Regions from separate parts of the Mus musculus genome. Here all the other regions are linked to region 1. Evidence: chromatin contacts called from public Hi-C, HiChIP or PLAC-seq, Micro-C and promoter capture Hi-C data. All regions are on one chromosome and are shown on one strand. Each heading gives the region's core, a stretch centred on a gene start, on an enhancer-like site or on the middle of the called end of the contact. The rest is flanking DNA. Distances are from core to core; before and after follow the strand shown. Region 1 holds the start of 6430548M08Rik (RIKEN cDNA 6430548M08 gene). Region 2 overlaps Gm27021 (predicted gene, 27021). Region 3 holds the start of Gins2 (GINS complex subunit 2 (Psf2 homolog)). Region 4 holds the start of Gse1 (genetic suppressor element 1, coiled-coil protein). Region 5 has its middle 6.8 kb from the start of Gm51556. Region 6 has its middle 20 kb from the start of Meak7.

The links. Promoter capture Hi-C pulls out the DNA fragments that hold promoters and counts their contacts. Hi-C and Micro-C count contacts between places; a contact is called where the count stands out from the background. HiChIP or PLAC-seq counts read pairs in DNA pulled down with a chosen protein or histone mark.
Region 2: a contact with region 1 is called in a promoter capture Hi-C map of cranial neural crest. The contact joins the enhancer-like site here to the promoter of 6430548M08Rik in region 1. A contact is called at or near these places in 3 of 39 promoter capture datasets (the 3T3-L1 cell line, cranial neural crest and hippocampal neurons), 2 of 484 Hi-C or Micro-C datasets (the G1E-ER4 cell line and palatal mesenchyme) and 3 of 115 datasets of contacts at active chromatin or transcription factors (astrocytes, embryonic forebrain and large pre-B cells).
Region 3: a contact with region 1 is called in a Hi-C map of CD8 T cells, with 2.3 times the contacts expected there. The contact joins the promoter of Gins2 here to the promoter of 6430548M08Rik in region 1. A contact is called at or near these places in 13 of 39 promoter capture datasets (the 3T3-L1 cell line, the SN4741 cell line, cranial neural crest and 8 more), 7 of 484 Hi-C or Micro-C datasets (CD4 T cells, CD8 T cells, embryonic stem cells and 2 more), 3 of 115 datasets of contacts at active chromatin or transcription factors (astrocytes, craniofacial prominence and extraembryonic endoderm stem cells) and 2 of 9 other capture datasets (adipose tissue and liver).
Region 4: a Micro-C map of embryonic stem cells shows a contact between it and region 1, with 5 times the contacts expected there. The contact joins the promoter of Gse1 here to the promoter of 6430548M08Rik in region 1. A contact is called at or near these places in 7 of 39 promoter capture datasets (the 3T3-L1 cell line, the C10 cell line, hippocampal neurons and 3 more), 7 of 484 Hi-C or Micro-C datasets (CD8 T cells, the G1E-ER4 cell line, Th1 cells and 3 more), 4 of 115 datasets of contacts at active chromatin or transcription factors (bone marrow-derived macrophages, embryonic stem cells and pancreatic cancer cells) and 1 of 9 other capture datasets (adipose tissue).
Region 5: an H3K27ac HiChIP or PLAC-seq map of double positive thymocytes shows a contact between it and region 1, with 6 read pairs. The contact joins the enhancer-like site here to the promoter of 6430548M08Rik in region 1. A contact is called at or near these places in 1 of 39 promoter capture datasets (cranial neural crest), 1 of 484 Hi-C or Micro-C datasets (embryonic stem cells) and 5 of 115 datasets of contacts at active chromatin or transcription factors (bone marrow-derived macrophages, double positive thymocytes, memory CD8 T cells and 2 more).
Region 6: an H3K4me3 HiChIP or PLAC-seq map of embryonic limb bud shows a contact between it and region 1, with 4 times the contacts expected there. The contact joins the enhancer-like site here to the promoter of 6430548M08Rik in region 1. A contact is called at or near these places in 4 of 39 promoter capture datasets (the C10 cell line, cranial neural crest, embryonic stem cells and 1 more), 1 of 15 datasets of contacts at CTCF or cohesin (CD8 T cells), 6 of 484 Hi-C or Micro-C datasets (CD4 T cells, Th1 cells, embryonic stem cells and 2 more), 3 of 115 datasets of contacts at active chromatin or transcription factors (embryonic limb bud, stem cell-derived neural progenitor cells and thymic regulatory T cells) and 1 of 9 other capture datasets (liver).

Annotation. Positions count from the first base shown.
Region 1 is chr8:120,111,990-120,116,447 of GRCm38.p6, reverse strand. It overlaps 6430548M08Rik (RIKEN cDNA 6430548M08 gene), which reads right to left and starts at 2,296. Exons shown (of 13, transcript NM_172286.4): 1 at 2,131-2,296.
Region 2 is chr8:120,616,494-120,620,951 of GRCm38.p6, reverse strand. The region is part of intron 2 of Gm27021 (predicted gene, 27021); the gene reads left to right. The region is part of intron 2 of 1190005I06Rik (RIKEN cDNA 1190005I06 gene); the gene reads left to right. Among named protein-coding and RNA genes, the nearest start is that of Gm33075, 10 kb to the left of the region's middle. Within about 2 kb of position 2,676, at least 105 of the 459 cell types and tissues checked have an H3K27ac peak or open chromatin away from gene starts, as enhancers often do. A contact at or near this core is called in astrocytes and embryonic forebrain, where this site is marked.
Region 3 is chr8:120,586,719-120,591,176 of GRCm38.p6, reverse strand. Gins2 (GINS complex subunit 2 (Psf2 homolog)) reads left to right here and starts at 2,102. Exons shown (of 5, transcript NM_178856.1): 1 at 2,102-2,251; 2 at 2,338-2,452. The coding sequence starts at 2,162. Gm10614 (a long non-coding RNA gene) reads right to left here and starts at 2,000. Exons shown (of 4, transcript XR_003947476.1): 1 at 1,123-2,000.
Region 4 is chr8:120,535,327-120,539,784 of GRCm38.p6, reverse strand. It overlaps Gse1 (genetic suppressor element 1, coiled-coil protein), which reads right to left and starts at 2,376. Exons shown (of 16, transcript NM_001145896.1): 1 at 2,223-2,376. The coding sequence starts at 2,229. 1700016A09Rik (RIKEN cDNA 1700016A09 gene) reads left to right here and starts at 2,059. Exons shown (of 1, transcript NR_151732.1): 1 at 2,059-2,893. Mir7687 (microRNA 7687) reads right to left here and starts at 1,089; the gene lies at 1,031-1,089.
Region 5 is chr8:120,495,029-120,499,486 of GRCm38.p6, reverse strand. It overlaps a transcript of Gse1 not described here. Among named protein-coding and RNA genes, the nearest start is that of Gm51556, 6.8 kb to the right of the region's middle. Within about 2 kb of position 1,801, at least 102 of the 459 cell types and tissues checked have an H3K27ac peak or open chromatin away from gene starts, as enhancers often do. A contact at or near this core is called in double positive thymocytes, memory CD8 T cells and pancreatic cancer cells, where this site is marked.
Region 6 is chr8:119,795,928-119,800,385 of GRCm38.p6, reverse strand. No RefSeq gene overlaps it. Among named protein-coding and RNA genes, the nearest start is that of Meak7, 20 kb to the right of the region's middle. Within about 2 kb of position 2,020, at least 180 of the 459 cell types and tissues checked have an H3K27ac peak or open chromatin away from gene starts, as enhancers often do. A contact at or near this core is called in CD8 T cells, Th1 cells, embryonic limb bud and 3 more, where this site is marked.

The DNA.
Region 1 (4,458 bases), core at 1,047-3,546:
CAAATCTAGGTGAACGCAGCAGAGCCAGCAGCAGCTCCATGGATTTCACCGTGCTTCTCTCTGGTCGGGAGATGGAAAAGAAAATCATTGGGGCAGGTCTCCCTGGACCGGCCATGCTGTCTTGCTTCACAGTTGAGGACACCTGACCTGTTTGGAAACTAAGCACTTGAGCAAAGATACTCTGCAATGCACTTCCTACTGGCTTTCTCAAAGCCTAGAAACAAATCTGCGTTGCCACAGAGGGTATAGGGAGAGGTAACAGTATAGTGATGCTGGTTGGCCAGCCCTGCTGACTGTCAGTGAGGCAAGGAGAGCAGAGAAGGAGACTCCACTCAGCCCTCCAGCCCAACAGGAAGCGTAGCTGCTCATGCCCATCTCACGTCCTCTTGGGTGATGAGCTACTATACCCAGCACTTTTAGCAACAAAGGTATTGTGGAGCTTTCTTTGCCTCCAACAGTTAAGTGGCCCTGGACAAGCGAGGCTTGGTTTCTTCATCTGTGTCACAGGAGGAATGATACTTGCCACTCCCAAATTAATGGTGGAGATGAACAAGGAGATCCTGTTGAAAGTACTCTGGAAGCTACCAAAGCAAGAGAACCGAGTGACAGGAGAAGTCATTCTCCTATTGTCATCCTGAAGTGGGGTGTCATTCAGCTTTCCATTCCTCTCTTTAGACGTGGTCTTGTTATACCGCCCAGGGTGACCTTGAACCCATGACACTCTTTTCTCCGCTTCTGGAGTACTAATAGTAAGTACAAGTCTATACCATTGCATCTGGCTTTTGAAATTTCATTTTTTAGTTGTTTTTATTGTTTAACTTTTTTGTATGCGTGTGACTAGGGGCTTGAGGAGGCGAGAAAAGAGCATCAGATTCTGTGAGGCTAGGGTTACAGGTGGCTGGGAGCCCCCTGAGGTGGGTGCTGGGAACTGAACTCTGGAGCTCTCAAAGATCAGAATATGCTCTCAAGGGCTGGCTGAACCGTCTCTTCAGCCCCTTGACGTTTCCTTTTAACTCGATGACTTTCCGCTTGTGAAAGGAAGACGAAGAAGGGAGAAAAGGAAAGAAAGCCGGGGTATTCACATGACTTGCCCACTCAATAGCTCTCTAGGGGCGCAGGGGGTTGGGAGGCTGTCCTCAGAGAAGCTCCCTCAGCGCCATTTGGGGTTATTCTAAAACCACTTACCTTGGAAGAAACAAACATTGCCATGAAGATAGAATGCATTTAGCATCTGCGGAGATAACTCACTTCAATTTCTTTAAGATTTGTGATGCGCGTATACTTGTGACATTCTCAAGAGATAGGAGTCCACTCCACATGAGCTGACACAGACCATCCAAAAGACAACCATCCCAAGAAACTTCTGGATTGCAACAGAGACTGAGCTAGCTCATCATCACCAACCAGAAATCACCAGTGTTTGAGGGGAAAAGAAAATCCCAGGTGTCAACTTTTTCCACGGAGCCCGTCAAAACAGCTTATCTGCCATCTTGGTCCTCAAAGGCCTAAACATCCCTACTTCTGACCACAGTGTGGAAAAGAGGGAAGGGATGCGGCTCACTAATGCCCGAGCCTCTTTGCCCTGTCTTGGGGTTCATGCTGTGTCGCTGTCCTGCTTTCAGGATTTGGGAGGGAGGCAGATCGAAGGGAATGAATCAGAACCTCAGCATCGGGTTACAGGCTGGATCCCAGCTGGGGCGAGGGTAGCCCGGCCTGCCAGCTGCCAGCTCACCTCTACCTCTGACTCACCACCGGGACAGCTCCACGTCGGGGGCCCAGCCCGTGCCAGCGCACCTGCGCCGGCAGAGCCGCGCTCCCGCTCACTCCGTAGGTCGCACCCGTGTGCGGCACTGGACTGGACCGCCGAGCCTGCTTCCTCCTCCCCTTGTCACCTTCCCACGTCTCATCAACCCTGCAACTCCGGGCGAGCGCAGACCCGTGCATGACTGGGTCCGAGTCTTCCCAAATCCTAGAAGCGGCCTCGGGGTCCGAGCCTTCCCAGCCCGCTCCGGCGCGGTCGTGGCCTCTGAGCAGCTCGCGGCCCTCCACTGAGACCAGCAGAATGACAGCCCTGCCCGCCGCACCGGCCGTCCAGCCGACCCGCCCACGCCGCCAGCGACCCCTCCTCACCGGTCCCGGCGCAGCCACGCCGCACAGCCCCTCGCGAGCGCAGCACCGCAGCCCGAGGCCCTCTCGCCGCGGCGGCCCGCGGGACCGGGCAGGGGGGCGGGCAGGACGCCGTCGGGTCTGCAGCTGCCGCGGATGCACCGCGCGACCAGCCGTGCCGGGTCCTTCTGAGGCGCGGCGGAGCGGGCTGTCAGTCAGCGGGAGCGCCCCGCCCCTTTAGGTGCACGTGACGCGCGAGCAGTCGGGCCCTTTGGATGTGTCGCGGAGAGAGTTGTCAGTCAACAGGGGGCGCCACGCCCAGTCCCACCCTCCTCCCCCGCGTGACGTACGAGTTCTCTGGAGCAAGCCGGGAGCCACGCCTCCAGAGCACCACGTGACTCGCGAGCTGTCACTTTTGCTGGGAGCGCCGGGCCTCGCTCAGCTCCTGTACGCAGGCGCGGGAGCGCCCCTTAGTCCCTGCGCCTCCCGACAGCCGCGCGGGTTCGCTCAGGAACAGAGTTCCAGCAGAGGATGACTAGGTCGCGGCGTTTTTGCGCGCAAAAGTGGTTTGGGAGAGGAAGGTGACCCTCGAGGCTGGTCTGGCCTGGGGTAGCAGAGTCCCAGCGTAGGTCCCGTGGACCCACACGCCTTTGAAGGCGCGAGTGGCCAGCTGAGTCCCGTTTGTCTTCCGAAAGGCGTGTCTTTAAGAGGCCAGTAGATTTGGCTCTTTTCATAAATAGGAGTAAGCACAACGTCCAGCCATTCAGCTTCTCCCACATCTCTTCAATAAAGAAATAACAAAGAGGCTGGGGGGTGGAGCTCAGGGGCGGGTCACTGCCTCTGAGTGGTCAAGGTCCTGACTCCCATGCCCAGCACCAGGGAGGAAAAGGAAAACTAAAGAAAACCAAGGCCGAACTTCTGGGATTTTTCTGAAGTCCTGAGGGTTAGGCAGGGGGCTGGAGTTCTGCCAATCAGGAAGATGATATAGATGGTGGTAACCGAGCACCTGCCCTTTGCTGACAACAGATGGGAAGATCTGTCCAACTAAGGCTTCTTGGGAAAGTTTAAGAGAGCCTTAGGAAAGGCTGGGAGCTAAAGTTCTTGGAAAGTTTAGGGACACGTGGCCACCCCAGGAGAAGGTCTCACACCTAGACGTCTGCGTGTGAGAACTTGGTGCCAGCTCTGGAGGGAAAGGGTGGGTGCTAGCCCTCATCCTTGTGTGGACACTAAGGACAGCTGCTCTGAACAGAGTCCAACAGACTATAGATAAGGCTCAGAAAAGTTGTAGAATGTGAGGGGACAGTGCCGGGGCTAAAGGAACCCTCCCCTGTTTCAGAGAAGGAAGATGGCACTAGGTACCAAGTTCTGTAACCCTGACCTCACCTAGACAGCTGTTGGGGAGCACTGAAGACAAATGTAGTCACTAAGGGATCCCATTCCATATTGAGGAACTCTACTTCTCCTCATGAGATTTAGTGGCATTTGCCCTGCCTTCTAATAGGCCTCTGACCTCCTCAGGAAGTTGGACAGAGGCAGATGACATGACATTTAAAAACGAGGAAGAACCTTCTGCAAGCCACAGACAAGTGAACTTGGTGTCAACCTAGGAAGTACTCAGGGTGGATGACTCAGATCATATCGGTGGCCCCTCTGAAAATGAAGCGCTGAGACACGAGACACAAGGAGCTAGATAATGAGGAGGCTGGGCTGTGTCTTGGTAGCTATGTTCTCCGGTGGTCAAGATGTTCCTCTGCAGGTAAACATCCTTGAATGTGCAGATAGGTTGTCCATTTTGTCAGAGACTAAGGTACCATAGGGCTTTCCCAGTTGCCACATGTGGGCATTAACAAAGATCTGCATCTTCAGAAGACCCCCACTTTATCATGCTATCATTTATATTGTGGTGGTGTGCCTCTCTGTGGGCTCTTCAAGAGGATCATGGGTATATCCTAAAAGGGAGATTTGGCCAATCATGATTTGGGAATGGAAAAGAGACATCATACCTTATAATCATAAAATCGGCCCGGCAGAGGTGGTGCACGCCTTTGATCTCTGCTCTTGGGAGGCAGGGGCAGGTGGATCTCTGTGAGTTTGAGTCAAGTTTGAGGACAGCCAATACTAAACAAGGAAACCCTGTCTTGAAAAACCAAAACCAGGGGGCTGGAGAGATGGCTCAGTGGTTAAGAGCACTGACTGCTCTTCCGAAGGTCCTGAGTTCAAATCCCAGCAACCACGTGGTGGCTCACAACCACCTATAACAAGATCCGGCACCCTCTTCTGGAGTGTCTGAAGACAGCTACAGTGTACTTTCATATAATAAATAAATAAATAAATAAATCTTTGAAAAGAAAA
Region 2 (4,458 bases), core at 1,427-3,926, 500 kb before region 1:
AGATTACACCTGTGATTCTCAACCGAGGTTGGTGTGTGTGTGTGTGTGTGTGTGTGTGTGTGTGTGTGTGAATACATGTGTCCCACAATAAGAAAGTGCCAGATGTCAGAGAAACACAAGCCCCACAGGATGCTGTGATGCACACACTGTCAGCAGGCAGGAGGCTAAGGCAGGAGGATCAGAGTTCAAGGCCCACACAGTAGAACAAACAAAGCCTTATCTCAAGAAATAAACAAATGAAATGAGACAGGACCATCCTCCTGCCTCACGTCGAGTGCACACTGTTGACTCAGAGATGTCAGACATGAGCCCTGAGTCCAGCTTTGCCTGTTTCCTGTGACTAAGCTCTTACGGTCGGTCACCCTCCTATGTCCAGTTTAGGGTTGAGAGGCCAGGAGAAAGGATCAGAGCTGCTCAGTGATGAAGCCGGGGCTGGACCCTGTGAGCGCTCTCACACAGCTGAGACCCCAGCAGCCTTCCCTGAGAGTCCTGCAGGGCGGCAGGAACTGGTTGCTGGACGTACAGGGGTGCAGGCAGGAGGTCAGCCCTCAGCCTGAACTCTCTCAGTCTCTTCACAGGCTCCTCCCAGTGCGAGCTCCAGCCGCAGGCCCCTGACGCAAGCAGGAGCTTTCCCCTTAATTGAAAAGAGATTTTAAACCATCTCTGTTGGGCCCAGGCCACTATAAAGAGGTAAAAACGGCCAGAGCCATCACCACATCTGTAGGGACATAGGCTTTCGCGACGGTTGGTGTTATAAACAGAAAGTGAAGGAAAATGAACAGCGGCTAGATGTCCTGAGAGAGTCTTAGCATTTTGTCTGCTCAGCCCCTGGTTCCTACCCCAGGGCCTTTGCTAAGGCAGTGGCTGCCCCAGAACCCTTCTCTGTCCCTTCTGCTGCTTTGATTGGCCCCCTCAAGCCACCCATAGTCTGTTGTTTGCCCTTGTTCCTCTTGTGACCAAGCCAGACTCATGACTGTGTCTCCAGGAGCCAACATCAGACCCATGTGACCACACTGTATCTCGGTGTGGTGGCTCTCCTAGCAAAGTGTTCAAATGGGGTCTGTCTTGTCCCCACACAGACCCTGTAATCTTTGTGGTTCCTTTGCTGGGAAGAGTGATCTCAGAGCCCCCTAAAGAGACGGCAGTTGTTGTTGTTGTTGTTGTTATTTTGTTTTGTTTTTCTCTTTTGTGTAAAGGGAGCGCGCCCAGGACAGAAGCTCGCTGCTTTTATTCTGATGCAGGCAGGGCCTGACATGATTACCCAACTGGTACAAAGAGGAAGCATGTGACAGGGCTTGGGGAACATCCAGGGTTGGAAAAAACAGGCAGGAGGTCGGGGAGGTTTGTGGAATATTGACTAGCTCCCTCTGATAGAGAAACATGTCTCACTCTGTTTCTGTTGCTGGAACCTGGAGCAGGAGGCAGGGCAGGCACAGGGACCAGGCAGAGCAGCACCTGTGGAGTCATTTTGATCTCAGTTTCCCATGCCCAGCGCCTGGTGCACTGCCTGGTACCCAATGGATGCACAATGAATGCCTGTTGTCCGAGTCTGAGCTCCTCCAGGGCCAGGGCTGGGGTTGTTTATTCCTTTACCCAGAAGTGGGTCACAGAAGCCTGATACAACAAGTAGGCAGCCCTGGCCAAGATGGGCTTCGTTCCCAAGTCCAGGGCCATCTAACAAGAGAGAAGGTAGCTCATGCTGAGCCTGAGCCCCGCCCCCCCCACCCCCCTGAGTGCAGGTGTTCACCACCACACCCTTTTTTTTTTTTTTTTTTTTTGGTTTTTCGAGACAGGGTTTCTCTGTATAGCCCTGGCTATCCTGGAACTCACTTTGTAGACCAGGCTGGCCTCGAACTCAGAAATCTGCCTGCCTCTGCCTCCTGAGTGCTGGGATTAAAGGTGTGAGCCACCACGCCTGGCTTTTTTTTTTTTTTTTTTTTTTTAATGTGGTGCTGGGTATGGAACCCAAGATTTTGTGTATGCTGGGCAAGCTCTATCTTCTAAGCTAACCTGCCAGCTAGCACCCACCCCAGCTGTATGCAGAGATCGTGGAGCCCCTGACGGGCACGTGGGTGCTCTTCATACCAGGTGCCTCTTATTGGTTGGATTGTTAAGGAAATGCTAAAATTGAGCCAGCTGGTATTCCTGGGAGGTGCATTAAAAGATACTCAGCAGAGTGACCTGAGATGATAGAATTAATGACAGGCAGTGTAGCCCAGTGGTTTCCCAACCTCCCTAAAGCTGCAACTCTTTTAATATGTCGTGGTGAACACCCCCCCCCCCACACACACACACATACAACCATAAACCAAGCGGCAACCATTTTGTTGCTACTTCATAGCTATGATTTTGTTACTGCTATGAATTGTAATGTAAAAATATCTATGTTTTCCAACGGTCTTAGGCGAACCCCTGTGTTTATGGGGGTTGCACAGGTTGAGAACAGTGGGTCTAGCCCCTCTGTGGGGTCATTATGTATCCCCAGCAGGACAGAGAACAGGCTGAAACAGTTGAGACCACTGCCTAGGCAGATTGACTTTCGGCTTTCCGACTGGCTCACCCGGGTCCTGGGCTCAGCAGGTTGGAGCCTTTTGTGTGTGAGAGTTGCTTTGTTGGAGGAAGACAATGGGCCGGCTCCCAATAGAGCCAGAGTGCTGTTTGATAAAGCACCAGTAGAGGGAGCCCGTGAGCCATAATGCCGGCTCAGGGACAGAACTTTGAGTCTTTTGGGAGGGGAGGCCTGGGGAAGGCTGAGAGGGAACCTTGGATCCTGGGGTGTCCTAGGTGGAGTCTAGATGTGGGGTCATGGGCATGAGTTCACTTGGCCCTGAGCTTTAGGGCTAAGAAATGAGAAATGGGGTCCGAAGCAGGAAGGGTTAGAGCCACAGGAACGATAGGTTGCTATAGGACGTGCCATTCACATATGTATCATTTCAATAATCTGGGTTTTTTTTATTATTTTTATTTTTCTAAATTTATTTTATGTCTATGAGTACACGGTAGCTGTCTTCAGATACACCAGAAGAGGGCATCAGATCCCATTACAGATGGTTGTGAGCCACCATGTGGTTGCTGGGAACTCAGGACCTCTGGAAGAGCAGTCGATGCTCTTAACTGCTGAGCCATCTCCCCAGCCCCTAAGCTCTGTTTTTTATAGCCAGGGAGATCGAGGCTCAGAGAGACAAGCCACCCATTTCTACAGTCACCCTAGGTCAGGAGTTCCCAACCCTGGCTGTTATAATCTCCAGGAAGCTCGACAGACAGCCCCTGTCACGGAAATGGAGACTCCCCGGTAACTGCTAAATCTCCCAGGGTGAAACCCCAAAAGAGCCAGGAGGAAGAAAGCTGGGTGTGGTGGGGTGCTGGGGCACACCTGCAATCCTGGCACTTGGAAGTTGCATGTAGGAGGCCAGTGTTGGCGATGGGAAGCCCTGGCTCAACATCAGAAGAAACCTCTCAGAGAATTCCTACAGGTGGCTGTGGGGTTATTACAGCCACATCCAGAGCTTAGCTTAGCCCATCCTTGGCTCGCTGTGAATCACCGTGTCTGAGTTCAGCTTCTCTGAAGGTGACTTAGCCTGGATCTGTGGAGTCTGGTTTGCCTACAATAGAGACTGAGGTACCACAGAAAAGAAAGCTCAAGGTGGCGGGGGGGGGGGGGGGGGGGAGGGCAGGAGGGAGCCCAGCCCTTGGCACAGCCCCAGAAGACCTCCTGCACAGGCTCCAGGCCCACCCTACGCCTGGGTCCCTAGCCTGTGCCCTGCCTCACTTGTTCCCCTGGAAACAGGCTTCTAATAGCCTGAGGCAGGCAGGGAATTGACAGATGACAGCTCTAGTCCCCAGGGTGGCTAGCATTTGTTTTTTAATCTTTACTGTTGCCTAATCCTCCTGAGAGCTTTGCTTCTGCCCAGAGGCTGTGAGGCTGTGAGAATGTGCCTAGGGACCTGCCCTCCCCTCTCCCTTCCTTCCCACTCATCTCTTCTCCCAGTCTCCCTCCCTATTCCCTACTTAAACCCCTCTCCTCCTCCCTCCTCCCGCTTTCCTCCTCCCTCCCTGCCTTTTCCTCTTCCTCCATCCTCCCTCTCCGCCTTTCTCCTGGCTCCCTGAGCCCCAGATACTGTCAGCTTAAGCTTCAGGCTCTGTCCCCAAGCTGACCCTTCACTACTGTGTCAGATTCGGTGGGGGGATGGGGAGAGGAAGGGGCATTAGTGTGGGGAGGGGGGGGACCTCTATCATTGTGGGGTAAATTTCTCACTCTATTTTTGAGACAGGGTTTTTCTTTGTAGTCCTAGCTGTCCTGAAATTCACTCTGTACACCAGGCTGGCCTTAAACTCACAGAGTTCTACCTACCTCTGCCTCCCAAGTGCTGGATTAAAGGCATATGCTGCCACCACCAACGCGTGTGTGTATGTGTGTGAGTGTGTGTGTGTGTGTGTGTGTGTGTTTGAGTGTATGTG
Region 3 (4,458 bases), core at 853-3,352, 470 kb before region 1:
GAGATGGCTTAGTGGGTAAGAGCACCCGACTGCTCTTCCGAAGGTCCAGAGTTCAAGTCCCAGCAACCACATGGTGGCTCACAACCATCTGTAACAAGATCTGACTCCCTCTTCTGGTGTGTCTGAAGACAGCTACAATGTACTTACATATAATAATAAATAAATATATTTAAAAAAAAAAAAAAAAAAGAAACCTCAGAGCCCACCCCCCAATGACATGCCTCCTCCAACAAGGCCACACCTCCTAATCCTTCCCAAACAGTTCCACCAACTGGGGACCAAGCATTCAAATCTAAGAACCTGTGGGGGCCATTCTCATTTAAACCACTATAGCAGGGCTGTGTACATGGGGGGGGGGGGTGTACTGGCTAGTTTTGTGTCAACTTGACACAATTGGAGTTATCACAGAGAAAGGAGCTTCACTTGAGGAAATGCCTCCATGAGATCCAACTGTAAGGCATTTTCTCAATTAGTAATCAAGGGGGAAAGGCCCCTTGTGGGTGGGACCATCTCTGGGCTGGTAATCTTGGGTTCTATAAGAGAGCAGGCTGAGCAAGCCAGGGGAGGCAAGCCAGTAAGGAACATCCCTTCATGGCCTCTGCATCAGCTCCTGCTTCCTGACCTGCTTGAGTTCCAGTCCTGACTTCCTTGGTGATGAACAGCAGCATGGAAGTGTAAGCCGAATAAACCCTTTCCTCCCCAACTTGCTTCTTGGCCATGATGTTTGTGCAGGAATAGAAACCCTGACTAAGACAGGGGGTAACCCCTCTATTAGAGTACGCCCCTATCCTTGCATATCTTTATTTTTGAGATAGGAAATGCTGAGTGACTCAGGCTGTCCCTAGCTGGTGATCCTTCTTGCTTCCACCTATGGAATACTAAGATTACACCTCACCTCAGCGCCCAGTGGTGAGGGTTTCACACTCAGATCCAGCCCCTCTTGTCCTTACCAGTTGTAGGTGACCTATTCCTCCCCAGGAGCTACCCTGGTCTGCTGGCACCCTGCCAGAGTCACCCTGATTATAATGCCTATTAATAGTTCAGCTGTCCTCACAAGACTCCTGATTCAAAATGCCCCTGTGGGGCCATATTAATGCAAGGACTCTAGGGCTGTTGGCTTACCAAGGCACTCTGTACAGAAGGCTTGAGGGCATCAGGCTCCAGGGTATAGCTCAGTGGAAGAGGCTGTGCTTATCATTTTTGAGGACCGGGGTTCCATCTTCACAATTGCAATAACAACAATAATAAAAGAATGATAATACGTGTGCAAACTTGTCCCTGTAGTCTCACCTGAGGTTTGGTTTGCCAAAGTTCTGATTCTGGGCTCTGTCTCGAAGGATCTGCATGGAGCAGATAGGGGAGGCGCATTTTCATTGCTTTTAAACCATCTGTAGAAAGGGCAAAGACTAAAATTAAAGGGAAAACACTTCCTTCGATATGGCGTCTGTGTGGACCAGCCAGCCATGTCCGGGGACCCGGAGCTGACTTTGAGATGAATGCGTTTATTCCTGGATCTGTGTTTCGCGCAGGTGAAAACTCGGCTCCAAACCTTTACCCTCAAAGAGTGGAATCAGGCGAGGGACTCAGCCTGCTGCAGGACGCAAAGGAGCAAGAAGCCATAAGTACACAGCCTCCAGCTCGTGGACAGAAGGGGGCGGGCGCAGGAGGGGCGAGGCCGAACGAAGGAGGGGCGGGAGCAAGAGGCGGGGCTGTACAGACCCGACCCAAACGAGGTAGGTGCGGGGCCGTGAGCGTGGTAGGCGGGCAAGAGGCGGAGTCGAGGCAGACCCGGAGACCAATGAAAAAAAGCGGACGGGCCAGAGGCGGGGCCTAGAGAGGGTAGTGACGTAGTAGGGCGGGGCCGTCAGGGCTGTAACTCGCTGGATCAGGATTCAGGAAGCGTGGAGCCCAAGTACTGGAAAGGGCATCGGTAGGCCTTAGAGGGGCGGGGCCGGCGTACAGCTCCGCCTACAGACCAATCCGCGAGTTTGTACTAGCTGTGACTTGGAGGCTGCGAAGAGAGCAACGTCTCTATAGGGCCGCCGCAGGACGTCTTCCGTTCGAGGGGCGGGCCCCGCGCGGTGGCGGGAAAGAAGTGCCTGAGGCGCTGCCTCTGAGTCGCGGAGGGGCGGTAACGGGCCTGGGCCGCCTACTCTTCAACATGGATGCGGCCGAGGTGGAGTTTTTGGCCGAAAAGGAGTTGGTGACTATCATCCCGAACTTCAGTCTGGACAAGATCTACCTGATCGGGGTGAGCCAGGGCGGTACGGGGCGGCGGCCTGGGATCATGCTCGGGTCACCGCTCCTTTCCACCTGGGGTCTGCGTTGTCCTTGCAGGGGGACCTGGGGCCCTTCAACCCCGGCTTACCCGTGGACGTGCCCCTGTGGCTGGCCATTAACCTGAAACAGAGACAGAAGTGCCGCCTGTTACCTCCGGAATGGATGGATGTGGGTGAGCATTCCCGGGCCCGGGTGGGCGGGCTTGTACGGGGAGGGGGCTGTAGTGATGGCGCACGCCTGTAGTCCCAGCACTCTTTAGAGGCGGTAGAGGCAGGAAGATCTCTGAGTTTGAAGCCAGCTTGGTCCACAGAGGGAGGTGCAGGACAAACAGCCAGGACTACACAGTGAAACCCTGTCTGGGGGTGGGGTGGTGTCCTAGTCAGGGTTTCTATTCCTGCACAAACATCATGACCAACAAGCAAGTTGGGGAGGAAACGGTTTATTTGGCTTACACTTCCATCACCAAGGAAGTCAGGACTGGAACTCAAGCAGGTCAGGAAGCAGGAGCTGATGCAGAGGCCATGGAGGGATGTTCTTGACTGGCTTGCCTCCCCTGGTTTGCTCAGCCTGCTCTCTTATAGAACCCAGGATTATCAGCCCAGAGATGGCACCACCCACAAGGGGCCTTTCCCCCTTGATCACTAATTGAGAAAATGCCTTACAGCTGGATCTCATGGAGGCATGTCCTCAAGGGAGGCTCCTTTCTCTGTGATAACTCCAGCTGTGTCAAGTTGACACAAAACTAGCCAGTACAGGTAGGGATTGGGGAACAGAGATGCAACCTTAAACAAGTTTTGTTTTTGTTTGTCTTTTTTTGTTTCTCTGTGTAGCCCTGGCTGTCCTGGAACTCACTCTGTAGACCAGGCTGGCCTCGAACTCAGAAATCCGCCTGCCTCTGCCTCCCAAGTGCTGGGATTAAAGGCGTGCGCCACCACTGTCTGGTGACTCTGATAGTCTTGAAACTGGGACCCCAGTTTCTGTGCCTTGAGGGGCATCTTTAGCACCCCTGTCCCCCAAAGCCTGAGTCCATTTCCCAGTGTCTGCTGGCCAGGGTTGGGGAGCAGGGGAACAGACTTCTATTGCCTTTGCTACATGGAGAGGAGCAGTCAGGAGTGCAGGAGGCCTCTCTGTCCTGGGATCTGAGGTCAACAGAATGCTGTCGTGTGCCATGCGGCTCTGTCTTCTGGAAATGTGTGGTTTGCAGTTGGCCTGTGGTCACGTGGCCATCACCTTGTTATCCTAGGTTTTCTCTTGCATGAGTATTCTGCATCTACTTACCCATCCTGTGAATGGGTATTTAGGTTACTGCCCATTTTGAAATATTTTTTTTTATTTTTGTACGTAAGGGTGTTGTATGTATGTATGCATGTACGCCACTTGGCGCACAGTGCCTTCAAAGGCCAGAAGAGGCTCTCTGGATCCCCTGGAACTGGGGTTACAGGTAGGTAGTTGCTGCCACATGAGTGCTGGGACCCAAATCCAGGCCCTCTGACAGAGATACAATTACTCTTAACGGCTGAGCCATCTCTCCAGCCCCGTTTCCCAGTCTTAAAAGTCATTATTGTGTCCGTGTGTCTGCACATGTGCCGTGTGTGGCGCAGGGGTGAGCAGAGGACAGCGTGTTAAAGAGTGGGGTTCTGGCCTTCCACAGTGTCTAGCTTCATCAGGCTTGGTGACAGTCACCTTTATCTATGGAGCCATCTCCCCAGTCCCCAGGTCACGTCTCATTTTGTACCGTTGTGTGAGCCTTTCTGTAGATCGGTGTTTCCCTTTGGTTGGTTGAGACGGGGCCTCATGCAGCCCAGGCTGCTGCCTGCTTGCTGCGTAGCTGACACAGGGCTTCACCTGATGACCCTCCTGCCTCCACTAGCCCTCTTGCTGGGTGACAGGTGTCTGCGCTCTGCCTCCTGGCTTGGTTTTCCTTAGGATAACCAACAGATACCTCCTGTTGGGGACCTGTTGGGCTAGAGGACAGATGATTCTTAAGTTATAAGCGGCTGCCAGACAGTCCTGCTGAGTGTTGAAAGGTCCGAATCCCACAGAACTGTCGAGGAGGTCACATTGTCCCACATCCTGGCCAGAGGTTTGGCCTTGCCGGTGGAGGGGCCTCACCTACGGAGCTCTGGACCCCGGCGCTGACAGGTCGTGGAGAATTGGCTTCAGGCATGAGTAGAAGGC
Region 4 (4,458 bases), core at 1,127-3,626, 420 kb before region 1:
CTAGGAAGAGGAGGAGACCAGCAGCAGGGAGCTGAGGCTAGACCTCCTTCATAGCCGGGGAAATGGACCACACCTGCCTGAAGGGTCAAGGCCAGCTGGGGAAGGACTCTGGCGGGCTTGGGCGAGGGCCTGGCTGGGAAGGTGCAGGCCCAGGGTCCACCACAAAGTGGTGCAGACCTCTCCTCCCCCTTCCTCTGGCTAGAGGCGCAGGGCCCTGAGGTGGCTGCCTTTCTGCAAACCGCACAGCCCTTTGAGATCTGCAGCTTCCAACTTCCTCCAGAGACAGGGAAGTTAAGTTACTCACAGCCAGAGGCCGCCTGCCTGCCTGCCAGAGGGACAGCTTAGCCAAGAGCAACCAGAGGCTTCCAAAGGGTCAGGCTGTTTTGGAAGCTTCCCACCACCCCCACCCCATTAAAAACCTACCTGGAGGCATCAGAATCGCCCCAGGCCAGCCCCAAGGTTAGCTTAATGGGGGCCTGACAAGGCCTGATTCCTAGTAATTTTAAAATGTTAACTAACTATATACACCCCCTTTTCAACCGTAACTGGTCAGAATCCTACTAGCTGCCCCCAACAGGTCAGGGCCTGATCTGGCCTCTCTGCCTTCCCGGTTCGGAACCTGCCCTAAGGCAGGCACAACAGAGCCCAAAGCCAGGACAGGCCTCCCACCTCCTTTCCGAAGGCGTGGCTGACCCCGGGTCTCTGGCTGGCTGCTCACCAGCGCCCCCTCCCCCCAAGCCTCCTCCGCTCCAGCTGCCAAACCAGGCGACAAAAGCCAACCTTGTACCAAGCCATCAAGGCGCACACACACACACACACACACACACACACACACACACACACACCCCAGGAGGTGGTCAGGCGTGACCCGGTGGCTGTGAGAAGTGTTGAGCAAGCGGCTTCGGCACAGCGAGCCCCATCGAGGGAGGCTGCCAGCAACCCTGTTCCGGTCCACCCGGTGGGGCGTGACACCCAGCATAGCAGATGACACACGCTGCCAGTCGGAGCCTGTGCCCCGGCCCCCCTCACCTGTGGCGGGGCGACTGAGTGGCTGAGTCAGACACAGCCTGCGCCTCAGGTTCCCCGCCTGCGGGTGGGGGCGGCTGTAAACACAGGCTAAGCAACACTTAAGTAGCCAAGCTTAAGTAACACGGACGCCCAGGGAAGGCTGCTCGCCAGGGGGGCCTTGTCTTCCTCGGGAAGAGGGGGTAAACCAGTCTCAGACTGAGACACTGCCAAGCGGCCAGCCAAGACCTCCTGCCTCTTTGTCCCCCAGTGCTGGGAATCGGCTTAGGCCCGATGCTCCCTCCTAGAGCGAGGCTGCGCCTTTTGTTCCGGTCCTCTTTACAAAAGGATCTTGTATTTTGGTTTGTTTTTTTCCCCCCTTCCATTTGGTGGTCTCGCTTGTTTTCAAACCCCAACCTGTGTGGGCCCCAACCGCGACAGATAAGGCACCGCAGGGGTCTAGTAAGGGTTTAGAGTGCTTTAAATGCATGGAAGACAAAGGCTGGTTTGCACCAAACCGACCCAACTCGAGCTGGCACCCCCACCACGGGTGGCAGGTGCGCGGGGGCGCCCCTTGCTCGCTCCCGGCTCCGATGCCCAGACCTGCGGCCCCAAGCCTGCTCCTCGCAGTCCTATTCGGCCCCCGCCACCTCCCGGCGCTCGGAGAGGCGGGCAGCGGGGAGGGCAGCCCAGCTCCCGCTCCGCCTCCAAGAAGGGAATTTAATTAGCCTGCCGGAGAGGCGGCGGGCGACGAGGTGTCTCTGGTGCTGCAATATAATTGAATCGGCTCCACTCGGGCGGGCCACTCGCCGTCAGCGCGGCCGCGGGGGGCGGGGAGGCGCATCCAGGCGGAGCGGGAAGGGCTGGGCGGGGGGTTCGGAGGCCCCTTGGACTGCCACCCCAGGTAAAGCACCCCCCCCCCCATCCAACCACCTGCCTGGGCGCCCCCGCCCCATCCAAAGTTTTGCTACAACCCCGAGCCCCGGAGCCGCCCCCGCGCACTTCCCCGCGCACTTCCGCGGCAGCAGAGCCGGCTGAGCCCAGCGCGCGCGCGCGCAGCCGCGAGTGTGGCTTCAGGTCGGCCGCGCGCCCCGCGCTTCTCGTCCCTCACACCCGCGGGACCTGGCACCGGCCGTTGGCGCCCCTCCCGAGCCCACAAACTTGGGGAGAGGAAGAACGAGGGAACCCCCGCCACCATCCCCCACCCGCGCGCTCACCTTTCATGCCAGGGCCCCGCTGCTCCACCGCTCCTGACACATGCCGGAGCCACCGTCGCCCGGGTTTGTCTGAACTGCTTATCTCACCCGGGGCTGTGCGGCGGCGGCTCCGCCGCTCGGGGAGGTGGAGCTTCCGGGGCCTGGGCCAAGAAACACCTGCTGCTGTCGCCGCTGAGGACACACCCAAGCGCAACGCCGCCCACTCCCCGGCCCCGGCTCGCTCCCGGCGCCCTGACCTCAGCCGGCGGGAGGTGTCGGGTTTCAGCCGCAAGCGCACGCGCGCGCACCGACAGACCGCCCGGAGCACCCAGCGCGGTCACAACCCGCCGGGTAGGTGCCGCCCCCCGCGCTCCTGGCGACCCTGGCTGTCCGGACAGTCCAGGGGGATCTCTCAGAGGCCTCGCGGGCCACTCATCTCCAAGAGTAGGGAGGAGTGGCTTACAACACGCCTGCCATATCCGAGCCTCATAGCCGCCTCCCCAAGCGCCTGGAACAGTGCCTGGCACCTGGCCACCCACTAAGAGAGGGGAGGGATAGGCCTTTCCTTGTGCTGAGTGGAGGGGACCACACAATATAGGCCGTTGGCCTCTCTCGATCTCCAAGATGCCTGATCTATTACCACAACTTTAAAGGACTTAATGTTAAGAGCTCGGGCCACGAGCCTCTGTCCCAAAGTTTTGCAAAGTCTCCATCTCGCTTTAAGGAATTTTTGAGAAGGCCAAACGGCGGGGGCTCTAGTTCTTTAAAGAGCCCATGTTCGAGAAGTCCACGGAGGCGCCGCTGCGCCAGGGGCATCATTAAGTAGCTGGGGTTGCGGTCAGAGGCGAGGCCGCCGCCTCCAGAAACTGGCACAACCCACCGCGCCACCGGCCCCAGCGCACCGCCTTCCCACTCTTGGCACCCCCACCCACCCTACCTCACCCAGGCACTTCACGGGGATGACTCAGGGAGCGTCCTGAAATTCCTCGGCACCCACAGGCGGCGCGGAGAGGGACTGTGGGCCCCAGCGTCCCCGCCCACAACGCGACCGATCCCTAGAAACACCCCCTTCCCGCCACCCGGGAAGCGCGAGGTTACAGCGCGAGCCAGGCAGCCGGGGACCCTCGGCCGGACCCAGCGCGCAGAGAGCAGCCATCGAGGTGGCAAGGTCGTCGCGAGGTCCCGGGGTCTCCCCCGCCCGGCCTTTCTACACAGCTCTCTTAATGATCCTCCACTTTCAGACTTTCAAGCCCGGAGGCCACCGCACCGGGGGGGTTGGGGGGGGAACCTCAGCGCCGCTGCGGGTCTCAACTTTCCACCGCGGTGCCAGCCCCAAACCTGCCCCGGGACATGCCCGCGCAGTGCTCCGCAGGCGCGCGCTGCCTCCCCCGCCTTCCTCCCTCCCGCGCCAGCCGGGACAGCGCCGGGAGCGAGCGCGGGCGCCAGCACCCCCCGTCCATCTGTTCCCGATGACGCCGGCGGCGGGCAGCGCTCGGGGCCCGCGCCAGCAGAAGCCGCCGATGCCGCGGGGCGGGGGCGCACGCCGGGCCAGTCTTGCACAAGCCCCTGGCCGACCACAAACGACAAGGGAAACGGGCGGGCGAGGGAGGGCGGAGTTGCTGCTCCTACCTGCGGCCACCGGGTCCCTGGCCCCACACACGCGCTGCGCGGCCTTTGGTCCACGCGTTAGTTCGCGTCGCCCGGGGCAGCGTGGCCTCCGCAAGTTTACGACGCTGGAGACCAGGAGGATGCGCCGGGCTCCCCAGGAGTGGGGGCGGGGAGAGGCGCCTTTACCCGTCGGGAATCGCACGCGGGAGGGGGGAGGGGGGACAGGGAGGTGTCAGGAGAAACAACTGGCCTCGAGCCGTAAAAACAAAATGAAAAACCTCCCGGGCTGGTCCAACCCCTTTCCCACCTGGATTACTGGCTTGGGGGGGTGGGGAGGGGACAACATGTAAATGAGCAGCTCGCACCTGGCCGCGCTGCCTGCGGGCCAGGTTCCCCAGGTAACAACACCAGGCTCTTCCTCCAAATCTTGTCGCACCTTTCTCCCTAGGGTATCTAGAAGGCCAAGTTCAGTCACCTGTTTGGTGAGAACTAGGCAGGCCATCCTATAAATTTGTGGGTGACCACTATGAGCTACCACCTGTTTTGCTTTTTTTTTTTTTTTTAAGAAGCTGGCTGCTCTCCCCCACCCCACCCCAATACAAGGCAGCTCCGCTGAAACCGTACCCCCAACCGGGGTTTCAAATGAGGT
Region 5 (4,458 bases), core at 552-3,051, 380 kb before region 1:
GCCTGGTGAGGAAAACAGTCTGCACAGAGGTGTAACCAGGTAGCAGGTCAGAGCCAAGCAGCCCTCCCTAGACCTGGCCTTTGGGCAGAGTTGCCAGGCAAGGTAAGAGGAAGCGGTCTGGTTGGAGCAGCCTGAGATGCCAACTGGCTACTACAGTAGCCTAGCAGAATACACTTAGGTAGGAGGGCCCAGTGGCCCTAACATCAGTTTCCCAGACCCAAAGGTCTTCCTCTGAGGGGACCCTCATCTAGAAATGGGGAGGCATGGCTCTGACTAGCGGCAGGGGCCTCAGACTTCTGCTCCTGTCATTCCAGCGTGAGACACTACTGTGTGTGAGTTGTGAGTCACCAGCCCCACCTACAACCCGAGCAGGGGGAGGGGAGGCTCCCAGAGCTCTGCCCTGTATCTGGGTCAGGAGCCTGGCTGGCCGCTCCAGCCACTGATCAACCCGTGCTCGATTCGGCCATGAATATTCATGAGCTTATCCGATTCCACACTTTCATTTCTGGCCCAAATTAATAATTTACCAGGGAGGTTCATAAAAAATCAGATGTGGCTCATTAGCGGCTCCCCCCAAAGGCATCTAACCGGCCCCTCACTCCAGGGAGGGGCTGCTCTTCCTGTGACCAGAGCTGGGCTCTTGTGTGCAGACCCTCACACCACCTTCAAGGGGCAGCTACACAGGCCCACTGTAAACCCTCAAGGCAGGACTTTCCAGCTTCCACACTGAGATCCAAGACTGCTCTAGGCCCACAACCTAGACTGTCTGGAAACCCCAAAGGCAGGCTCCCTAGAGGACAGAGTCTAGTCCCAGTCCCAGAGGTCAGGCCTCCTACCTGGCTTTCCGAAGAGCTTGCAAGAGACAGGCTGACTATCCTCCCAACTGGCAGCTTCCACATCTCCATCCTATCTTCTCTTCAGCGTGGTTCCCACCCTATCAAGGGATGGATTCCTTCCAGCTGAGCCCAGCCTGGTGGGGCTCCTCCCTCTCTGCTAACGGACTGAGTGTGGCGTGGAAGAGGCCCTGATATCTGAGGCCAGGCCCTGGGAGGCAGGGGGTCATGGGGCCTCTTCTCTGCATAAGCCACCACAGCCCCTGCCATGACATCAGAGGCTGTGAGGAATCCCAGACCACACTGAGAACCCCATGGAAGAGGGTGCTTCATCTGGGACCACTGAGACTGTCGTCGCCTGTAGCCAGAGCCAATGGGGGGACGGGGGAGGGGGAGAAGAGGGCCCTTCACAAGACAAGTGCCCCTCTCATCTTTTAGTTGTGGCTGCAATGTCAGGCACAGAAGGCCCTAGGCCAGCCCACAATGGCACACTGGTGCCATCCTGACCCCATCTGGCGTCCAGTTCCCAGCATCCTGGGGTGGGCTTATGGTCTACACACTCAGCTTCCTCTCAAGTGGTGGTACCCGCCTCCCCCAGCCTCCCAGTGTTGCTGTGTCTGGAGAAGCCCACAAGGGAACTTTCCCAGCAGAGAGGTGGGAGAAGAGAATAGCACCTTGTCTCTGGGCCTCAGAGGATCTGAGATAGAGGAAATAAAGGTGAGGTGAGGTGAGGGGGTGATTCTCTCAGCTCCCCAGAGTGGCAGGAAGTGGTGAGAGCCCCCACCGGGAGCCCCTGGCACACAGCTGTAGGCCTGAGGGCACCTCATCCCCTCCGTGCCTCCCAGGCCTCCGCAGAGAGCTCCATTAAGACCCATGCTGTCTCCCCTTACGCTCTTTCATGTCCCTGCTGCACCCCCCCTTCTCTTGTCAGATAATCACAGAAACCAGCAAACGGTTGACACGGTTTCCAAGACAACAGAAGTTAGGCCCACGAGAGGCCTGGGAGCTAATCCTGAATGAATTACAAGCCAGAGTGACAAGGGGGTGGGCGGCGTTGGGGGCCAGTTCAAAGGAGGCCTGGTCGGAGATGAGGTGCCGTCTGCCTGGGGCTCCATTGCTGCTGGGTGAGGCTGGAGCCTTCAGGGGGGGCAAGAGGCAAAAGCTTTTAGAAGAATCTAGTACCCTATAACCTTCTCCCTGGGGACGATCCAGCCAGAAAAACTTTCTATCCCAGAAGACTTGAGATCTGCTGGTGTGGGCCACAGGCCAGTATGGGTCTCCAGAGTGAACTATTATCGTATCTAGGACTTGTCACTGGTGACCATTTTGAGAGCCTGGGCTCCTTGGCATCCTGCAGGAGTCCATAAGTAATGCCTTCCTTCCAGCACCAACCTGGGGCGGGCCTCTGCTCTGACACCGGCCTGAAGCCACAGTTGAGAACTCATACATACTCCAAGGAGAATGCAGACTTCCTTCCATTCCAGAGCATTTCATCCTTGGTTCCTGCATGTGCACTCACCAATGCTCAGGACAAACAACCTTACATGGTGGCACGGCTGGCCCCGAGTACACATGGGAAACACACAAGGAAACAGAGAGGTTAAGTAACCTGCCCAGAGTAACACATCCAAGAAGGTAGCAGGTACTCAGCCCTGACTCCCACTAGGCTCTGTGCTTAGGCAGCGCTGCAGCGGACTGACCTCGAACAAGCTGCAGACCCTCAGACACCCTCTAACCCCCTACTACCACTCTACCACCCTCCAGTTCCCAAAGGTGCAGAAACAAGGTCACCAGGCAAGACAGCCATGAGTGGACCTCATAGCCCCACGGACGGTCTCCAACTGGCATGGCTCCGCTCCACAGAGCAGCCACCCAGAGCCATGGTGGTCTCCTCTACATGGGTCACCCAGCAGCCAGAGGATCTACGGTAGGGATGGCCTCAGTACGCATGCGCTGCTCTTCACCTGTCCTGCGCCATACTTATCGGCCCCAGTACGCATGCGCTACTCTCCAGCTGTCCGGCTGCATACCTATTTCCCCCCACTCCCCGACAGCCATACCATCCCTGGTGCCTCAGGACCTTCCGATCCCACTACGCTAACATCTTCTCTTTTTTGGGGGAGTGAGGGGGGCTCTAGCCACCCAGTGCCGAATCCTGGCTCTCTACACCCCCATAGATCTCTCGAAACTACAGGTGCCTCTGGACAAGGCAATCCTCTGGGATTTCTCCTCTGTACTTCCATGCACCTGGGCTAGTTGACAGCTCCAAAATTTCGGGTCAACTAGGAAATGATGGCCCACGCCTTTAATCTTAGCCCTCAGGAGGCAGAGGCAGAGGCAGAGGCAGGCAGATCTCTTGAGTTCAAGGCCAGCCTGGTCTACAGAGCGAGTTCTAGGACAATCAGGGGCACAGAGAAACCCTGTCTCGAGAAACCAAAAGCAAATAAATATAGGTAAACAAAAACTAAACAACAAGCCGGGCGTGGTGGCACACGCCTTTAATCCCAGCATTCGGGAGGCAGAGGCAGGCAGATTTCTGAGTTCGAGGCCAAGCCTGGTCTACTAAGTGAGTTCCAGGACAGCCAGGGCTATAAAGAGAAACCCTGTCTCGAAAAACCAAAAAACAAACAAACAAACAAACACACTAAACAACAACAAAAACAAAAAATTTTAGGTGAGGCTGGCAAACTGGCTCAGTGGCTAAGGTGCCTGCTGCCAAGCCTGACAGCCTGGGTTCAATCCCACATGGTGGAAGGTGAGAGCCGACACCCACAAGTGGTCCTCTGACCTCCACGTGTGTGCAGTAGCATGCACACGTCCACAAACACAAAGAAAAACAAACCCCACAACTCTGGGTCCCCCTCAGCTCACAGAACCCAGCTCACTGACATCAGAGGTGTGATGACATTCCCAAGAGTAGTCCCAACGCCCTACTGGCCTCAAAGTCCCTTACCACTCCCACAGATGTCATAGCCTCAAAAGTCTGGCCCAGTACCTGCCCTGCCTCCTTCTGTAGAGCCCAGCCTGGGCCATAAGGACAAGGTCCGGTTCCCCAGCTGCTCCCAAGCCACAGAATGAGACACAGGCCGCATATCATCAGGCTGCTACAAAAAAACTCCACCCCCCCCCCCAACCCTGCCCCCATTGGAACCCTTGACTTCTACAAGAGCCCTGCTGAGTTTTTTGTTTTGTTTTGTTTTTTGGACGGTTCACAGGCTCGGGAGCCTTGCTATAAAAATACCACCAAGGGGAAGGGACTGGGGGTCTCCTCCTAGACACAGCCTCTGCTCCCTGACTCAAACTGAACCTTCCCCTTGTCTACAGAACAGGAAAGCCCCAGACGCTTGTCACCCTGATATTCAATCCATGTTCCACCTCACAGAGCGTGGAACTAGGCCAGGCACACATGCTCCTGGTGAGAAGCAACAGTGGGCCACTCAGAGTGGCCCAGCAGAGGCTGACCCGGGCCAGGAGCCCATGGACCCAGCCCACACTGCCTGTCAGGGAGGAGAGCCAGGCAACACTGGTCCCCATAGACGAGGAGGGCTCGGCAGCCTGTCCTCCTCCACGACCAAGGGTCCGGTGACTTCCTGACCGTACAGACCATTAAGCCGGTAGCCAAAGG
Region 6 (4,458 bases), core at 771-3,270, 320 kb after region 1:
CACCACTGTCTGTCAGGATGCTGTGTGGTGTCTCAGCTTTGCTCGGGTCTAGGTGTTGTAGCAAGGTGCGGTATCAGGGTGTGGCGTCAACCCCTGGACCCCAGTCAGTGCCTGAGGCTGCTCCATCAATTTCCATTCCTCTGTTCTATGCTCCCTGGGGTCCAGGGTGAGGGACCATTTCACAGCTGAGCCCGGAGCGGGCTCCCCAAGCAGTCCTTCATTTCTTCCACCTACCAATACCAGAATCAAACTGTTCTATGCTTGAGATACTGGCATGGGAGATGAGGTATTTTCTTCTTTCTCTTCCCCTCCAAGGGTCCTTGGCCAGCACCTGAGCGCCATGGGGGAGGGGCTTAGTGTGGGAACAAGTGTTTACACTAATGAAGAGCAGTTGGTCTGAGAAGACGCAGATGAGAGAAATGACTTTGTGTTTCGTTGGGATGGTGTGATGGCTTGTATACACTTGGCCCAGGGAGTGGTACTATTAGGAGGTGTGGCCTGTTGGAGTAGGTGTGTCACTGTGGGTGTGGCTTTAAGACCCTAATCCTAGCTGCCTGGAAGCTTAAGTATTCTGCTAGCAGCCTTCACATGAAGATGTAGAACTCTCAGCTCCTCCTGCACCATGCTTGCCTGGAAGCTGCCACGCTCCCACCTTGATGATAACGAACTGAGCCACGAAAACTGTAAGTCAGCCCCAATTAAATGTTGTCCTTATAAGAGTTGCCTTGGTCATGGTGTCTGTTCACAAAAGCAAAACCCTAAGACAGGTGGCTATCCCTCCTCCCCATTGCACGTTCCTGTGGCTGTGTGTACCTAGGTCTCCTGTCTGCCTTTCCTCCCTCCCTCCTGCTCTCCCTCCCATGTTTTTCCCTCTCTCTTTCTCTTTTCCTTCTTTCCTCCCTACCCTCCCTGTTTCTCTCTCTCTCTCTCTCTCTCTCTCTCTCTCTCTCTCTCTCTCTCTCACACACACACACACACACACACACACACACACACACACACACAGAGGATTTCTCTGTACAACTCTGGCTGTTCCAGCATTCACTCTGTAGCCTGGCCTCACAGGCTGGTCTCCAACCCAGAGATCCACCTGCCTCTGCTTCCTCAGTACTGGAATTAAAGGCGTGCACCACCACCACCTGGTCTCTCCTAACTTTCAAGATAACCCCAACCTGGGATATTTAAGTGATTGGCATTTCTCCCAAACACCCCTGAATTGTTTAGGCCAGTGGGGAGGGTGTGGGGATCAGGCAGCCAGTGTTCCCACACTGTCCCATTTAGCCAGAACAAGGGGTGAGGGGACAGTGGGGCTCCAGGTTGTGGGAGTCCTATAAAGCTCGAGACAGATATACCCAGCTTTGTCTCTGGGTCCCACATACTCCTGCCAGGCCTTTCACAGATTCTAGAACATTCTCTTCAGCTGCCTGATTCCCTGGGCCCGTTTCCATGGCACTGCATGAAAGCTGAGCGAGCCTGGATGTTGTTTTCCTTGGGGTGTCTGGAGCCCCGCCCCCTTAGCCCCGCCCCCATCCTGTCTGACTTGGAGAGCCTGGGATTGCTTTCGTGCTTTTATTAGGTCCTGAGCAGATGCTTACAGGAGGGTCCTGACCGCTTCTGCCTGGGAGCTGGGCTGAGAGTGTGGGGGGCTGAGTGCCGCTGAGCCAAGAACAGAGGGAAATGAAATGCCTGCCGAGAGCAGGTCGGTGAGCAAGATGTCAGGGCAGCCACAGTGCCAGGGGCCTCAGGTGGAGGGAAGAGCTCACCCTAACTCCCTAACTTCCCTAATTCTGGGGGTTTCAGACCTGGCCTGTGGATGCTATGCCCAGAGTCAACTTGACAATGCCATCAAAGCCCAAAAATTGGCAGCCATGTGAACTCCAGCCCCCACCTTCACTGACAGTCTGCAGGTGCCTGCCCCCGGCTGCCTGAGGGTCCTCTGTGCCTCTGAGCTGCAGCTGAGGAGTCAGATCTCCATTGGATGAGGGCAGCAATAGCCTCCCCTGTCATGGCTGCCTAGCAACGTGAAGAGGCGGGACTTCCGCTTGATTTTTGGGGTGTCACGTGGGTTTAGTGGCAGAGGGGAAGCATTCTACAGAAGAGGAGGAGCCTGAGGCACGGAGAGCTGGGAGTGGGGTTTGAACATGGATCTGCTGGATCAGCAAGTGTTCTGGTCCATTTCTCCTCCCCACCCCTGCCTCCTCCTCCTTCTGTGATCTCTGCAACTGTCCGTTAAGGAACATTCCAGAACATTCCCCAACTGTTTCAGTTCGACAGGTGGAGATGCTCAGGTCGCCGTGGTCTCCAGAGCGAGGCGCTTGCTCTCCATGTCAGATTCCCTGCTTTCTCTGCCCAGGTCTACAATATAGAAAAAAGTTGCCACTGCTCAGGGCCAGAGTGGTGATCTCTGCTCTCACAGACAGGGCATCCCTGTCGCACCCCAGTCACCTTGTTACAGACACGAGCTTCCTCAACAGGCTCCGACTTGCACAGAGAAGCCTGGGAAGTAGAGACAGGAGCATCAGCCTGCTCTGGGCTCCTTCACATCTCCCTCGCTGCCTGGATCGAGTTGATGCTTTCGTCCACACAGGTCTCTGCCATGTCAGATACCTCATCACTAAGAGTTTTCCAGACCCTCTTCTAGAACATCACCTGTGCCCTACTGCAGACTCGGCACCCAGTTGTTTATTATTTTGAGCCTGGGTCTCATGTCAAGGACCCTGTCGCTGGTATTGAGGATAACTCAGGCATGGGGCGAGAACTCCATTAAAACTTGTGGAGTGTAAGGTCATAGCTCTGTGTGTGCCATTCCCCCTTGTCTCTATCTCTCTTTGCTTGTCATAGAAAGTGACCTGCAGCTAATGTGGTGGCACATGCCCATGACCCCAACACTTGGGAAACTGAGGCAGGAAGATAGCAGTTTACATTTTAGCTTGGGCTACATAGTGATAACCTGCTGGTGAGATGGTTCATTAGGTAAAGGTGCCTGGTGAGCCTGGCGGCCCAAGTTTGACCCCTGGAAGCCACGTAAAGGTGGAAGGAGAGAACTGAATCCACAAAGTTATCCTCCGACCTCGGTGCACATCCTGGGAGATCCACACTGTACCCAAGCATCACATATGCATGCAATAATAACAAAGTGAACCAGAGGTCTGGATGCATTTGTGAGTGTCTGGCACTCCTGGCATCTGATGGGCATCTATAGTGCACAGAGCGACCCCTGTCAACTGTGCCAGCTGTCAATGTTCTCTATGGTGGCAGCTCATGGAGTAAGTGTGTCACCTGCTTATATTACCTACCGATGAATGTTCTCATCCTAGCACACTGTGGTCTGAGGAGCAACTCTGTAGACAGCTATGCCTTGGTGCACTCGGGCAGGGTGGCCCTTCTGACACACAGAGAGAGCAAGGATCCTGTCAGATCACCCCAAATGGGTCATACCAGAGACTAGACAAGTACAGGTTTCTCCCACATGTGCTGAGCCAAGGCTGGAATGGTCAGTAGTGTTAGGAGAGCCACCCAGGGAACTTGGGGCCTTGTACTAAGAACAGACACATAAACCCCTCCCAAATAACCCAGCCCAGAGGTCTGTGTGTGTTCCAGCCTTCTCTGTCTGCCGCCTGATAGCTCAGGGCCTGACCAGTTCCTTTGCTGCCCGGTGTTCACCCATCTCCACATCTCTGTCAGTGTAATAAAATTGACAATATCACCTCTGCTCAGAGAGAGACTCCTAGCAGAGTAAATGAGCACCTGCCCTGTACTGTGGCCTGGATGAGTGAACACTGCCTGCCCAGCCCTGAGGCCTGTAGGGCACCCCTAGGCTTGGGCTACTGTCCAGTCTTGCTTTCCGGAGCCTTTCACTGGTTTATAGTGCGGAAAGCTGGAGCCACCGGCAGTGCCGTGGAGGGAAACCTGGGCCTTCCTCTTACTCTGTGTGCTTTAACTGCCTCCCCCATCTGGATCACTGCTCTGTCACAGGAGACAGGCAGGGGGGGGGGTGGGGTGGAACCTGGAGGATTAGGTGCCAGAAGGACAATTGTCCTCAAGGGACCTGGGAGGTGATTCCGATTCCTCCCACCTGGAAAGCAGATGGCTTAGAGCGAAATCAGGTTCGTTCTCTCTCTCTCTCTCTCTCTCTCTCTCTCTTTCTCTCTCTCTCTCCTTTCTTTCTTACTTTGTTTCTTTCTTCCCTCCTTTCTTTCTTCTTTCTTTTCTTTGTTTCTTTGTTACTTTCTTTCTTTGTCACTTATTTTCTTCCTTTCTTGTTTTCTTTCTGTGCTGGGAATGGAGTCCTCAGATAGATATGCCAGACACAATACCTTTATTCCCAGACCCGAGTTTGTTGTTGTTTGGTTTTTGGGACAAGGGACAATCCAATGAGATTGTCCTTTGCAATGAGACTTTTTTACATAAAAGTCAGGGAACTAGGGATAGGTTGTGTTGGTTTCTGCAAAGGCTCAC